Regions from separate parts of the Mus musculus genome. Here regions 1 and 2 are each linked to region 3. A link is a contact called in public Hi-C data. All regions are on one chromosome and are shown on one strand. The core of a region is the stretch at or near the end of the contact, and the rest is flanking DNA. Distances in the headings are between cores, read along the strand shown. Region 1 has its middle 48 kb from the start of Gm40217. Region 2 has its middle 140 kb from the start of Gm29922. Region 3 has its middle 140 kb from the start of Gm40217.

Region 1 (2,913 bases), core at 245-2,744, 190 kb before region 3:
ATGCTATCCCAAAAGTCCCCCATACCCACCCCCCCCAATCCCCTACCCACCCACTCCCCCTTTTTGGCCCTGGCGTTCCCCTGTACTGGGGCATATAAAGTTTGCAAGTCCAAAGGGCCTCTCTTTCCAGTGATGGCCGACTAGGCCATCTTCTGATACATATGCAGCTAGAGACAAGAGCTCCGGGGTACTGGTTAGTTCATATTGTTGTTCCATTAGTCTTGTTTTCTTTTTGTCTTTCTTTCTTTCTTTCTTTCTTTCTTTCTTTCTTTCTTTCTTTCTTTCGTTCTTTCGTTCTTTCGTTCTTTCGTTCTTTTCCTTTCTTTCTTTCTTTCTTTCTTTCTTTCTTTCTTTCTTTCTTTCTTTCTTTCTTTCTTTCTTTTTTCTTCTTTCCTGGAGGTCACTTGAAACCTTTGATAATACAGGAGAAGCTGAAGTGGATGGGGATAACAAATTTGTTCCAAATCATACACGGGGAAGTGGCACTGCAAGGGAAAGACCCAGACGTTGGGATGTGGTGTTCAAGAGGCAGCCTGAGGAGTGGCACCCATATACTAGACGGGGCTACAGCCTGATTCTGCCACTTATTACCTGAGTGATGCTGGGATAGCCCCTGATGGTCTGGACCTCAATTTTCTTACCTGTGCAATGGGTATAATGATACCTTCTCCATAGGAAGCAGAACAAGTAAAGACATTGGAGAAGGAGGAGCCTAGGCCAGCTCTGGTCTAAAGCTAAGCTTCCTTCCTTTGTCTCCCACCTTTCACGGAATGAATTCCTGAACCAGACAGGCTTGGGCTCAAATCTTCTAAGAACTTGGGAGGAAACATTAACTTCATCCTGGTTTCCATACTTATAAAGTCGTGATGGCTGGACAGGCTACCACGTGCCTATAACTTCAGCATTCAAAAGAATGAAGCAAAGAGGGTCCTAAGTTCAAAGCCAGCTCAGGATGCAGCACAAGAATATATTTCAGACAAAATAGAAAACTCATGGTCGGGAGCTGGGGAGATGGCTCAATGGTTAAGAGCACTAGTTAGTGCTCTTCAAGAGGCCATGAGTTCAATTCCCAGCAACCACATGGTAGCTCACAACCTTCTGTAATGGGATCAGATGCCCTCTTCTGGTGTGTCTGAAAAGAACAACAGTGTACTCACATAAAAATAAGTACATTAAAAAAAAAAAGAAAGAAAGAAAACTCATGGTCTCTATACAAGACGGAGCACATCAAGGGTGCCTTGAGGAAGCCAAAGAGATCACAGGCATGATGTCGTAGAGCCTCTGGACAGCGCTGACCTTCTCTTCTCTCCTCTAGGGCCCACCCTGCTGGCTAAGCAACCACCAATAAGAATCTGTGTTCAGCCTCCTCTTCTGCCCCAGAATGGAGACTCTCTCCAAGAGTGAGTCTGAAGAGCTAAGGACTTTAGGGGCAGAGACACTCCCTCTCAGCCCTCAGGCCACTTGAGGACACGGATCCCTTGGGGGCATCAGGCCCAAAGGCTATTCGAAAGTCATAGCTAAACCAGGCGGGCCCTTGGCAACGCCTTCCTGGGCAGGAGTAAGCATGACGTAATTCAGAAAGACACTTGGGTTTAAGGCAACTTCTTCAAACCAACAGCCTCCCGACAGCCCTTCCAGGAAAAACACCAGCTTTCAACAAGAAATGAAACCTTTGGAAAGCTTGTTGCACACAGTTCAGGCCTTCAGAGACACTCAGGACCCCGTGTGGAGTCAGAGGCTGAACTAAGGGCACAGAACTGCCTGAGATGACACACATTTGTCCTGTCTCCCCTGAGGAATAGAGCTGCTTGTTTGGAATCAGACAAAGGCAGTACGTACCAGGCATTTCAAATGACCTGTTTCTTAATAAGCCTGTATCCCACTCAAGCGGCCTAAGCCCTGGAAACCTCATCTTTTTACTGTAAAATGCGAACTATCGTATCACCGCGAAGGTGGGGATGAGGTTCAAAGTAAGCCCTTGATGAATTAGGTTGAGCCACTGAAATCTCTATTATTGAGGCTCAAAGGTTCGATTACTAGAAATCTCATATGCTTCTTTGTGCCGCTAGGGGCCTAGCCTAGTTGGAGAGGTTCTAAACTGAGCCATATTTTAGTGTCCCTCAAACGTTACGAAACACAGGGAGTGGTTGGGATGGTGAGGGCTGGGTGAAAAGGTCTCATTCAGCAACTTTGTGGACGTCTATCTGCTTTGCTTGTCAACTTGACACAGCCTAGAGTTATCTCAGACAAAAGACTCGGTTGAAGAATTGTCTAAATCAGACTGGCCTATGGGCACATAAGAGGGTTATTGATTATTAATTGATATAAGAGGGCCCAGCCTATGGTACCATCCCTCAATAGTGAACCTGAGCTATGTAAAAACTAGCCAATGTCGGGCGTGGTGGCACACGCCTTTAATCCCAGCACTCGGGAGGCAGAGGCAGGCGGATTTCTGAGTTTGAGGCCAGCCTGGTCTACAGAGTGAGTTCCAGGACAGCCAGGGCTATACAGAGAAACCCTGTCTCAAAAAACAAAACAAAACAAAACAAAAACAAAAACAAACAAACAAACAAACAACCTAGCCAATGGCCTGAATCAATGGCTTAGCTGTTAAGAGCATTAAGAGAGCTGTTAGAGAAAGCAGGTCGAAGAGGCCATGGGGAGCAAGCCAGTAAGCAGCATTCTTGCAGGTTCCTGCCTTGTCTTCCCCTCACAATGGACTGTAACCTATGAGACAAATAAACCTTTTCCTCCCCAGGTAGCTTGTCATGGTGTTTAACACAGCAATAAAAGCAAACTAGGACACTCTACTTCCTTGGCTATGTGGAATGGCCAACAGGATAGTCTTGATGTTTTTGCCTTGACTTCCCTCAATGATGGAGTTGTAAGCTGAATAAATCTTTCATTCTCCGA
Region 2 (2,700 bases), core at 199-2,698, 250 kb after region 3:
AACTTGGAACTTAAAAAGGGTAATTAAAATAATCCTTTAAAAATCAAAATGAGCGTCAATGAATTCTTTGAATGATATATTATCACCCAGCAAACATAGACACCCCTCTTTCTCACCAGATAATAAACATCCTCTCTATGATGTCAGTTCTCGGTCTTTCCTCACACTTAGTTCACAGTTATAAGCAATATGCTGGAGCACATAGAGTCTTTCTTCTAGTCATTATAATTTTTTTCTGTAGAATGTTAGTTTTCATGGTCGTAGTTTTTTGCGAATGCAATAAGGTACTGTTGGACTTCAGTTGATTAGAGAATAATTAATAATTCTGTCTCTACTCCCCCTCTTTTAGATATGAGATATAATGTATCACTTGTCTCACTTAAGTAGTGACTTAACAATGAAGGAAAGTTGATAATCAGTCACTCAAACACACTATTCTGAACATGAGTCAAAACGTCAAAGTACATTTTATAAATATGAACCAATATTATAGTCAGTAAGAACGATGATCTTTCTGTCTTGAAACATGGTGCCATAAACTTAGCTTAAGATCGGGCACCAAACAACCTCTCACAGGAACTTGAGAGCATCATTTTCCTGCTTCCTATTTCTGCATACATTTCTCAGACAGTGCTGCCTGTGGTGGGGTGGGAGGGGATCCACACCAGTGTCGATGTGTGAGCTCTGCAGCAAGCCCACTTTCATTATCTCAGAAGTAGCTCTATGTTGGAATGAGATGGTGACTTGTGTGCAGTTCTCTTTCTCTTTAAACCACAACTAAAATAGTCAGTGGAATTTTAAAGGGATTAAAAAGGTGTCTTGAAGCCAAAAGAAAAAGGGATACCATTCGCATTCCAGTTATCTCCAAGAATTCTGGAACTGGACTGAAGAAATGATGATTCAAACCCATGCTTGCTGATAAAGATGCCCAATTTCAGAGCAGCAGGCGAAAGGGATTCCCAAAAAAATGGCAACAACAGCCCCAAAGAGATGAAAAGTAAGGCTGTGTGGAACACTCGCAGAGCAGGGTCAGGCTCTTTGTTATCCCGTTTGAGGTTTTGATTCTATAGCAGAGATCAGCAAGCTTTATAGAAAGAGGACCAGCTAGTAAATATTTTCAGCTCTGCTGAACATGTGGTGTCTCGTGACGACTCACCTCGGACATCACAGCATGAAACCACTCTTAGCGATATCTTAATGAACAAGCATGGCTGTGCTCCAATAAAACTTTATGGACACCGAGGTTTGAATTTTATGTAATTGTCATGTATCCATAAAATATTATTCCTTTTACTCTTTCCCAGCCATTAAAATGTTTTCTTAGCTCGCTGGCCTTTCAAAATTGGGTGGCAGACCAAGCTTGGCTGACCTGTGGTAGCTTGCTAAGCAATAACATCAGAAGGAAGCTCTGGTTAGGGTCCTAGAGCATATGGGATAACTCAGAAGCACTGAGACGGCATGGCAAGCATGCGCACCAGGAAGGAGGCCAGTGGAAGATGTACGAGTTGACTGCTGTGAAAACCCAGCCAAACACATTGCTGGAAAAGGACTATTATGCAATTACTCAGCAAACACACTGGCCCTCTCACACACACGTATATAACATTCACAGACACATGCGCACACACCCCCAAATGTCACAAGTAATGTTTGGCAAACCAGTCTGTTCAGGAGAAAAAGAGTCAAGAGAACTGGACAAATTATGCATTCAAATGATCCAAATAAACATTCAAGATGTACACAAAGAGAAATACCCATACATTTTACCCATACTCAAAATCCTTATAAATAAGGTATATTAAAACAAACTAGTGTAATTTAATATATAAAATTGATAAAAAGCTCAGGGCAGCAATATCTGAAAAAGCTACAAGAAATGTGGTTACTCTCACCCTGTTAACAACGGTGTATTGTAAAATCACCCTTCAGCAAGCCACTCTACCGAGAGGAGGAGTTTACCCTGGAGGATCAAACAATGCTACAACACAAAGATTTATGTGTAAGGAAATTGATTCTTTCGATATTCCTTATTGTAGAAAAACAATTGCATCAATTCCGTTCCCTAGGAGAGGACTTGGGTAAGTATGGGATACCCAGACGTAGAGTTCTATATGGCTAATAAAATGTTTATAGGTTTTGTTTTGACATGAAAATCTGCTTATAATTCATTGTAAGTGAAACAAGCGGGTTCTAAGGCAGCGCCTCCAATGTGACCTCCACACTGGAAGGATTTTGCAGTCCGTGTGTGCAGCGCGTGGTGCATAAGAGAGTTGTACATATGTTTATGGAACTAGGGAACAAAACTTGCATGGACATGCACTGATGATTTAGTAGTGGTGCTCTCCATGTGTGCAGCCATCTTGTTTATAGATCCCTGGGGGGATTATGCTTTGCATTTTATGGAATGGGATCGCTGGGCAGGAGTCCTTCTGACGTCTCATATGTTTTCAAGGGCAGTCAGTGTTGCTGGGCTGTGGTGCTCCCCTGTAGGAATATACCCCACACTGTTCCAACCAGCACGCCTCCTAACGCACATGTGCAGAAGGTTTCCTAAACGATTTCTTTAGGATGAAATCGATAAGCTGTGAGGACTAAGCATTTTTAACTTTATTACTTAATGCCCAAATTCATAGCCTACCAATAATATGATACCCATTGTCCCAGAACTCTGACGAACTTTTGGCTATGATGCCGTTGAAT
Region 3 (2,700 bases), core at 194-2,693:
ACTCAAAGACAACTGTAACCTGAAAGCCTGCACTTTCTGCTTTTTCTGATTGCTTTGGTCACTTACTACTACTGTAGCTACATTTCTACCAATCCCATATATTTAAAACCCTCAACTAGTGCCCAAGACTTCATCCTCTTCAGATTTGCACCAGGAAGTAATTAAGGTTTCTATCTCTCCCATCGCAGACCATCTTTCCTCCCAGTGTTGCTGGAGGGGCACAGTCTTCCTGAGGTCAGTGCCTCTGACCCCTCACAAAAGCTGGGGATCTGGAGCTCACCACATAGCCTGTAGGCAGCTCAAAAGGCTAGAGAATATCCTTTCCAAGGGACTCAGTTGACCTTAACATCTCTTAGCTTTGCTGGTTTCCACTTTTTCCAAACAGCTTGTCTGGACTCAGAGTCTTCTTTGGAATTTGCCTTTTCTGGGAGTGACTTTCAGCAGGTCGGCTTGTTTATACTTGGGGACCTCATACCAGAGCCTTTAGACCAGATGGTCCTAGGCACCACTGCTACCTTGACCCCTTGTGAGTCTCTTTGAAATTCAGTTTCCTCATTTCTAGAATGAGAATAACCGTAGGGTGTGGGGTAGTTGTACTAGAGGTTGGGGAGATGGTACACCAGGAAAAGCACTAGCTACACGTGACTGAGGAACTAAGTTCTAATTCCCATAAATAAAGCTAGATACTGGGCATGCATACATCCCGTCACAGTGCTCCTGAGGGGAGTTGGGAGGTAGAAACAGGAGAATACACTAAAGTTTATGGACCAGGCAACCTGGTATATCCATCAGGAAACAAACAAACAACAAAACAAAACAAAAAACACCCAAGAGAGAGTCTGTATAAAAAAAAAGTGGAAGATGAGCCTGAGGTTGTCCTATGACGTCCTCATGTACATCATGGTACACATGTGTCCAGATTCATGAACACAAATGCACACATATACTAGGCCACACACATGGATGCACACATGTGCACATATATAAGCAGATAAAAACAAAAAATAAAGTAAGAGTTATGCTTAGCACAAAGGCTGGATAAATGCTTTGTAAAGAAATCAATGTACAGTTTGACTCTGTAGAAAGCTTTGTGGGAAGTGGCGGGATGTGGGAAGGCACTGGGAGTCTTCATGTGTCCCACATCACAGTCATCCCTGTCTCTCGCTTGCTGCTCACGTTCTTTCTGTAGTTTGTATTCACCACGATCCTCCTTCTTGCCATTCGCACTTGAGTTCTGGACCTTTGGCCTTGGTTTTTGACTCCCACTTGCGCTGAGCTCATTCTCTGAGGCTTTTCCTTCTGCTGAATTGGAAAAATCTCTTTTTCCTCTTGCACAACTTCTCTGATTCCGCAGCTGTGACAGCCCACCTGGCAGGGAGCTCCACTGTGGGACACTGACTGAGCTCAGCCAGGAACACCAAGACCTGACTGCCTTGGCCCAGTGAAGAACTCAGCCCTCTGATTATAGGCAATACAAAGAACGGCACTATCTCAAAGCCAACATTTTTCAGGCATTGGACAATTTGATGGTGGAGTTCATTTTCTCCTCCCATCTGGCCTGGCTCATTGTGATCTGTCAAGTAGCCTTGGGGCCAAAAGGACTGCCAGATTGGGTAATTTTCTCGGAGAAGAGCTATAAAGATGAGCGAGTCAAATGTGCTTTCAGCGTGAATCATAAATTGCAGGCACCAAGGCCAATACAAAGCACATGTCCAGCAGTGGGGGTGGGACACAGCAAGACAGAATTAATATTAGGTGTCCTGGGGCCATCACATCTCAGGAGACAATTCTATACCTGTGAAATCTTAGCATTTGTTGTAGGCATTTCAGCTTGTCTTCCAGAATGAATTCACATCACTGATATTTAACATAATAATTTGACATGGCTTTACTACTATGATGGTCCTGGCAGGTTGGCTGGAAACACAGACATATTAAGTGACAATCGCTGTATCTTATGCTAAGGGATCTGGTGAGGGAAGTACATGTTGCATGACAGGTCCTGATCCAGGTGGGGTGGGATTTGAGAAGGTGGAGGTGAGTCACATCGGAAGGAAGCAGTGTCACATGTACTAAAGAACAAGAAGAAACTAGCTAGTAAAATAAAGGAGAAAAATGAGGAAGTCCAGGGGAGGAAATAGTACCTGCAGAAACCTGGGACATGTAAGGAAATGCCATTTCCTAGTGAGACTGAGATACAGGTTAAGACACTGAAGACAAGGGTGAGATGAGCAATTGTAAGCTTTACTTTCCATATCCGTTCTACTCTAGTCCACAGGATGAGCAGGATGGAACATTCTCACACATACTATTGTCTCGCCAGCAAGAACACACGCGTGAGAAACTGGATCCTTCTGCAGCAACTTTATTACACCAGTTTCAACATGAAGAGGAATACCCCAAGCACCAAAAAGGCGCTGCTTATATACACCTTAGTGTGGCGTGTGATTGGCTGCTCTCCCAGAGCCTCATCACCACGCCCCGGGATGGGCAGTGACTTGGCACGAATTTACTCTTGCACCTGCGCACATTACTTGTTTACCAGTTAGGCACAGCGGAGGCTCATGATGGCAATTGCTCACGGCTCTCCACAGAACATGTCAACTGGGAAGTGATTCCTTACACTTCTAAAGGTGAAAATCCCTCAAGTTCTGATGACACTTAGAAACTCAACCATTGGAGATCATATCGCCCTGCTTT

Evidence for each region. Hi-C and Micro-C count contacts between places; a contact is called where the count stands out from the background.
Region 1: a Hi-C map of muscle stem cells shows a contact between it and region 3, with 2.8 times the contacts expected there. The contact joins two enhancer-like sites. A contact is called at or near these places in 1 of 15 datasets of contacts at CTCF or cohesin (the NIH/3T3 cell line), 2 of 484 Hi-C or Micro-C datasets (the HL-1 cell line and muscle stem cells) and 2 of 115 datasets of contacts at active chromatin or transcription factors (embryonic stem cells and fibro-adipogenic progenitors).
Region 2: a contact with region 3 is called in a Hi-C map of uterus, with 4 times the contacts expected there. The contact joins two enhancer-like sites. A contact is called at or near these places in 1 of 15 datasets of contacts at CTCF or cohesin (the NIH/3T3 cell line), 5 of 484 Hi-C or Micro-C datasets (nephron progenitors and uterus) and 1 of 115 datasets of contacts at active chromatin or transcription factors (fibro-adipogenic progenitors).

Annotation. Positions count from the first base shown.
Region 1 is chr4:105,269,852-105,272,764 of GRCm38.p6, forward strand. No RefSeq gene overlaps it. Among named protein-coding and RNA genes, the nearest start is that of Gm40217, 48 kb to the right of the region's middle. Within about 2 kb of position 1,495, at least 24 of the 459 cell types and tissues checked have an H3K27ac peak or open chromatin away from gene starts, as enhancers often do. A contact at or near this core is called in muscle stem cells, where this site is marked.
Region 2 is chr4:105,707,128-105,709,827 of GRCm38.p6, forward strand. No RefSeq gene overlaps it. Among named protein-coding and RNA genes, the nearest start is that of Gm29922, 140 kb to the right of the region's middle. Within about 2 kb of position 1,449, at least 8 of the 459 cell types and tissues checked have an H3K27ac peak or open chromatin away from gene starts, as enhancers often do. A contact at or near this core is called in uterus, where this site is marked.
Region 3 is chr4:105,455,903-105,458,602 of GRCm38.p6, forward strand. No RefSeq gene overlaps it. Among named protein-coding and RNA genes, the nearest start is that of Gm40217, 140 kb to the left of the region's middle. Within about 2 kb of position 1,444, at least 27 of the 459 cell types and tissues checked have an H3K27ac peak or open chromatin away from gene starts, as enhancers often do. A contact at or near this core is called in muscle stem cells and uterus, where this site is marked.